Linked DNA regions of Mus musculus: region 2 is linked to region 1. A link is a contact called in public Hi-C data. All regions are on one chromosome and are shown on one strand. The core of a region is the stretch at or near the end of the contact, and the rest is flanking DNA. Distances in the headings are between cores, read along the strand shown. Region 1 holds the start of C1ql1 (complement component 1, q subcomponent-like 1). Region 2 overlaps Dcakd (dephospho-CoA kinase domain containing).

The links. A called contact is a pair of places that touch in the nucleus more often than the background predicts.
Region 2: a Hi-C map of the N1E-115 cell line shows a contact between it and region 1, with 6 times the contacts expected there. The contact joins the enhancer-like site here to the promoter of C1ql1 in region 1. A contact is called at or near these places in 10 of 39 promoter capture datasets (the HPC-7 cell line, cranial neural crest, embryonic stem cells and 5 more), 1 of 15 datasets of contacts at CTCF or cohesin (stem cell-derived epiblast-like cells), 20 of 484 Hi-C or Micro-C datasets (the AML12 cell line, the G1E-ER4 cell line, the N1E-115 cell line and 13 more), 12 of 115 datasets of contacts at active chromatin or transcription factors (SST interneurons, bone marrow-derived macrophages, embryonic basal ganglia and 8 more) and 4 of 9 other capture datasets (adipose tissue, embryonic stem cells, liver and 1 more).

The regions. Positions count from the first base shown.
Region 1 is chr11:102,945,429-102,947,996 of GRCm38.p6, reverse strand. C1ql1 (complement component 1, q subcomponent-like 1) reads left to right here and starts at 1,281. Exons shown (of 2, transcript NM_011795.3): 1 at 1,281-2,132. The coding sequence starts at 1,536.
Region 2 is chr11:102,991,805-102,994,372 of GRCm38.p6, reverse strand. Dcakd (dephospho-CoA kinase domain containing) reads left to right here. Exons shown (of 5, transcript NM_026551.3): 5 at 1-317. It overlaps Gm34620 (a long non-coding RNA gene), which reads right to left. Exons shown (of 4, transcript XR_389059.4): 3 at 1,758-1,894. Among named protein-coding and RNA genes, the nearest start is that of Gm34620, 3.1 kb to the right of the region's middle. Within about 2 kb of position 1,267, at least 17 of the 459 cell types and tissues checked have an H3K27ac peak or open chromatin away from gene starts, as enhancers often do. A contact at or near this core is called in the N1E-115 cell line, cerebellum and trophoblast stem cells, where this site is marked.

The sequences.
Region 1 (2,568 bases), core at 32-2,531:
GTCCCGCCCACCCCCACTTCTACCATTGGTTATTCTGGCATCTCAGTTTTAGGTAGGGATAATCAGGGAATCAAATGGACAGTGGGAGGTCGGCGGTGGGAGTGTGAACTGGGAGGAGTCTTGCAGGCAAAAAGAATGAGTCTGGAGTGTTGTTGTTTATCGTGGCCAGAGGCCTCAGAAAGACACAGCCCTCCTCCTCGGATAAAGGAGGGTGAAGGAGGAACACAGCTTGAGCTGGGACTCACAGAATATGACAAATATGTTGATGGAAGCAGACACATTTCAGTTTATGCAACCTAAACATTTTCCTGCACTAGAAGAACGTGATGGGGTAAGAGTTAGGGGGGTCCCCTAAGGGGCTAGGAGAGATCAACCCCCCTCTTTCTGGGGAGTGCTAGAAAACGCAGAACCACCTAGGACTGGTTAACACTAAGAGATGACATGGGAGGGGTACTTCATTTTCTCAGGGTCCGTATTTCCCACTTGTCTAGCTAGTAGCTCAGATCAGAAAAGGCCTCATGGAAGAGGCCACAGGTAGAGGCAGCCTAGAAGATATCCCCTGGGGCAGTGGAAAAGAAGGGGCTGAAGACGCTGCCACCTGGGAGAGAATGCCCCTGAAGTAGTTAGAATCAGATAAAAAGTCAGGCTGCTATTAGAATTCAGAGATTCCCTCTGGGCACCCTAAAAGCAAAGGATCCAGACGGGTTATCTGGATGCTAGGCCTGGGTGCCTATGGAACGCCCCTCCCCAGTATTCCTTCCAGGCTTTAGCCCTCATCCTCTTTCTTGTTCTACTCTCTTGTTCCTCACTCTGTAACCCTCCACCCCCTGCAACATCTCTTTGTCCCCTGCAGACAGGGGGCAATGTTGCATCCTTCGACCTCCTGCAGGTGGTGGTCCTTTGCCCCTCTGTCACGATTTTCCTCGGAACTGACCCACGGAACATCTATCTCAATGCCACGCTGAGCTCTCTGCCTCTCCTTGTGGCTCCTCCTTCCGCTTGCCCTTTGGTCCTACTCATTCCTGACTCTAGCCCCTTCCCCATTCTGAGCCTCAATCTCCAGCTCCCTCCGTGATGCCCACCACTCTCATAGCCCCGCCCCTCCCTGCCCCTCCCACCTTGAGGCTTCCGCGGCCCAATTAGGCGCCTGCCCCGCCCGCAGCCCCACCCCTCGCCCTCTCCGAGCCCCGCGGAGCGGGTGGGCGGGGCCCAACGGAGGAGGCAGTGGCCCCAGCCAGGGAAGGCGGGAGGAGCTAGGCGCTAGGCGGGAGGCCGCGTTCAGTCGGGCAGCGCAGCGGGAGGGAAGCACGAGGCCGGAGCCGGCTGCTGGGCTCCGCAGCGCAAGCAGCGCAGCGCGGCGCCCGGGCCCCGGCCCCATGCCCGCAGCCCCGCCGGACCGCCCTTGAGCGCGGGCGTCGCGCCCGCGCCCCTTACCCGCCGGCATCATTGCCCCGACGGCGCGGCCGGGTGGCCCGGCTCTCCCAAGGCTCCGCGCCGGCCGGAAGACCCTGCTGGCTGCCGCCGCGGGCGTGGTGATGCTGCTCGTGCTGGTGGTGCTCATCCCGGTGCTGGTGAGCTCCGGCGGCCCGGACGGCCACTATGAGATGCTGGGCACCTGCCGCATGGTGTGCGACCCCTATCCCGCGCGGGGCCCCGGCGCCGGCGCGCGGTCCGACGGCGGCGACGCTCTGAGCGAGCAGAGCGGTGCGCCTCCGCCCTCCACGCTGGTGCAGGGCCCCCAGGGGAAGCCGGGCCGCACGGGCAAGCCGGGCCCTCCGGGGCCTCCAGGAGACCGGGGCCCTCCAGGTCCTGTGGGGCCGCCTGGGGAGAAGGGTGAACCAGGCAAGCCTGGTCCTCCTGGCCTGCCGGGTTCGGGAGGCAGCGGCGCCATCAGCACGGCCACCTATACCACGGTGCCACGCGTGGCCTTCTACGCCGGCCTCAAGAACCCTCATGAGGGTTACGAGGTGCTCAAGTTTGACGACGTGGTCACCAACCTAGGCAACAACTACGATGCGGCCAGCGGCAAGTTTACATGCAACATTCCTGGCACCTACTTTTTCACCTACCACGTCCTCATGCGCGGCGGCGACGGCACCAGTATGTGGGCAGACCTCTGCAAGAACGGCCAGGTGGGCCATGAGGGGGCGTGGGGCTGACCTGGGGGCAGGGCTCCCAGGGAGCCCCCAGGAGAATGCGTATTGGATCAGAGTCGACAGGCACACCGGGCAGGCGTAGGTGGAGACCCTAAAGCGGCCCCCTTAACTATCATGTGAAGAATGGTTGTAATTAGCGGGCACCCCTGAGTCTTCAACCCTTGGGCTTGAGCTCTTAAGGGAGAGGCTACAGGGCACCCGCGGAGTGGAAATGCGTAAAGATAAATCCAACTAGTCAGATCACAGGGCTCTAGGGCGCACGAACTGGTCCGTAGGGGTTTGGCCCGTGGGAGACTGATTCAGGCTGATTTCTCTTGAGAGCTAAGATTCAAGCTGACGCCGACTGGCTTTAAGGGAACAGCAAGGATGCTCTAGGGCAAGGATAAGGAGAAGCAGTCTCCGCGCCGGAGGG
Region 2 (2,568 bases), core at 18-2,517, 46 kb before region 1:
GCTTTCCTCACAGCTAGCCACCACCCCGTGCTCTCGGCATTCCCCAGGCCCCAAGCTCTCCTACCTCTGTGCCTTCCCCACATGCTCCCTGCCCTGCAGTATCTTACCCCTGGCTGCCCCAGGTCAGGCTCCAGCAGCCCCAGACTGAGTTAGGTGCTATAGAGATCACCTTCCTGTCTCATCCAAATCCACGAGAGAATAACGCGTAACCTGGTTGGGTTCTCCCAGACTGTACGCCTCTAGATGGCAGGGCCGATTCATCTCCACTCTAGTGTACCACAGCCTGCCCCACAGGTGCTCAATAAATGGAATTGCTCTAAAATGTCCACTGAATTCCACTTGGCCTTTGTTCACACTGAGGGGGCCTAAGCATAGGACTCTAGTCAGACCTGTGCACCTCTGGGAAGTCGGTGGAGCCGTGGGGAGATCACATACACTCGCCACAGGTCTGCTTTTTTTCTTCCCCAACCCAATTAGACCGGTGCAGACATCAGCCTTCCCGGCCGGCGTCTACAGACCTGCTGATGTGTAGATCTTGTTCGCAGCAGCCTATTAAGGCCAAAAATGAGTGTGACTAATGTGAAGGCAGCAGTGGCCATTCTTAATGCCCCTTTCACAGAGCTGCCTAAGCCTCGGAGAGCAGCTCATTAGCTCCCCGCACATTTCCAAGCAACAAAAAAGGGCTGGGACGGTCAGTGAAGAGCTGTCACTCACAGAGTGTCACAGTGGCCTGCTCCCTCGGGTGGGTGGGGTCGAGCAGAAACCTGGCAGAGCAGAGTTGTGAACCCCAGCGGTGCCCTGTAACTGAGAGACCCATCCTGGAATCCTGTGGAGTGCGGGACACTGCGTGTACAGCAGACCACCAAGGGATTTGGTTAGGAGAGTGCAGACTCGGAACTGCAGACTTTGAGTCCCCTCTCAGGAGGAGCCAGAGACCCAGGTCTGGGGTCCAGCTCTGTCTCCTTACCTTTGGTTTCTGCATGATAAGTTGAGGACAGTAAAAACCTTTGCAAAACCTTGGAATTCAAGCAGGAACTTCCTCAGCCCCTCTCTAAACTGCATCTAAGATGATGCAGAGCGTGAGAGCAGACTGGTCTGGAAGGTGTGCAGAAGCTAGTGTAGCTGTGTGCTGGCCCTGGCCACACCTCAGCTGCCCTCCTGACCACTGGCTAAGGTGGCTTTGGGGAATGGCTGGCTCACTGGACCTGTGCCTCTCCAGAGCAGGTGTCCTCCCCTGTGGCCAGCAGGTGGCAGCACTCACTCAAGCCTGGATCTGGGCCCAAGCCGGAGCCCTTAACTTTACCCCCCACCCCCACCCCCAGGACAGTAGACTGCCTCAGAGCCTCTCTGATCCTGAGCAACAATTAAAAAGTCTCGCCGGGCCCACGCCTTTAATCCCAGCATTTGGGAGGCAGGGGCAGGTGGATTTCTGAGTTCGAGGCCAGCCTGGTCTACAAAGTGAGTTCCAGGACAGCCAAGGTTATACAGAGAAGCCCTGTCTTGAAAAAACAAAAAAACAAAACAAAACAAAACAAAACAAAACAAAAAGTCTCAGATGGGAGTCTCGGAGCAGAAGTGCGTGCTGGGAATCCCAGCCTTAGAGAAGCTAAAGCAAGATTACGAGGTTAGACACCATTGAGTTGCCCAGCCAGATCTTGCCTCTGTCTGTCTCTTCCTCCTGTCCCTGGGCCACAGTTCCTAGCTTGGGCTTCAACCACCCTAAGAGGAGCAGGAGGATGCTGTGTGCACACACTCACCTGCTTCTTGGCAAGCGTTGAAGGATGCAGGCAGCCCCTAAAGCTGCTTCCCTCTCCTGGTCCAACTTGCCCAAGGTTAATCATGGGTTTGCACTTGACCAAAGCACAGCCTGTATCATCTTCAAATCTTCCCAGTTCTGCAAACGGTGTGGGTGATGTAGGGGCAGAATTTACACGGGTTTCAGAGGTGGGTGGAGGCAGGTGCAACCCAGTGCTGTGAGCACCATTCTGGATTCCCAACGATGATGTACTGACACCTTTATCTGCCCTAACTGACAACTCTTCAGATGACTTCTCTATCCTATGGGACAAGGGGCAGGGCAAGAGAAAGCTTGGGAGTAACTGGACAGGAGGATAGTGTCTTTCCCCAGGGGCCCTTGTTTCACAAAGGCACTCGATCTCCAGGACTGGGCGGCAGAAATGACTGCAGGCGAGGGGGGGTTGCATGGATGGCCAGGAGAGGCCCTTGAAGATGGCCAGAGAGGCCGAGTGAAGGTAATGAGATGTGGTGTCCTGCTCCCCTCAGGGAAGGGAGGATGCGGCTGTTGTCTGAAGCTGCACCCAGCTGGGACCCAGAGCCGCCTCTCCTTGCTCTCCACCCCCTCCCTTCCCCATCACTCAGATTCCAATACAATTTCCAGCTAACCAGCATGTCGATAGAACAAGTCGGGCGGCTGGATTGCCGGCCAATTACAGGGAATCATTTAGCTCCACCACAGCTCAGCCCTCCGGGAAGGGGGGCTGGGGGACGGAGCGAGAGCAGGCTTCCGATGGACGTGCGGGCAGGGAAGGGGCTTCCGGCTGAAGGCAG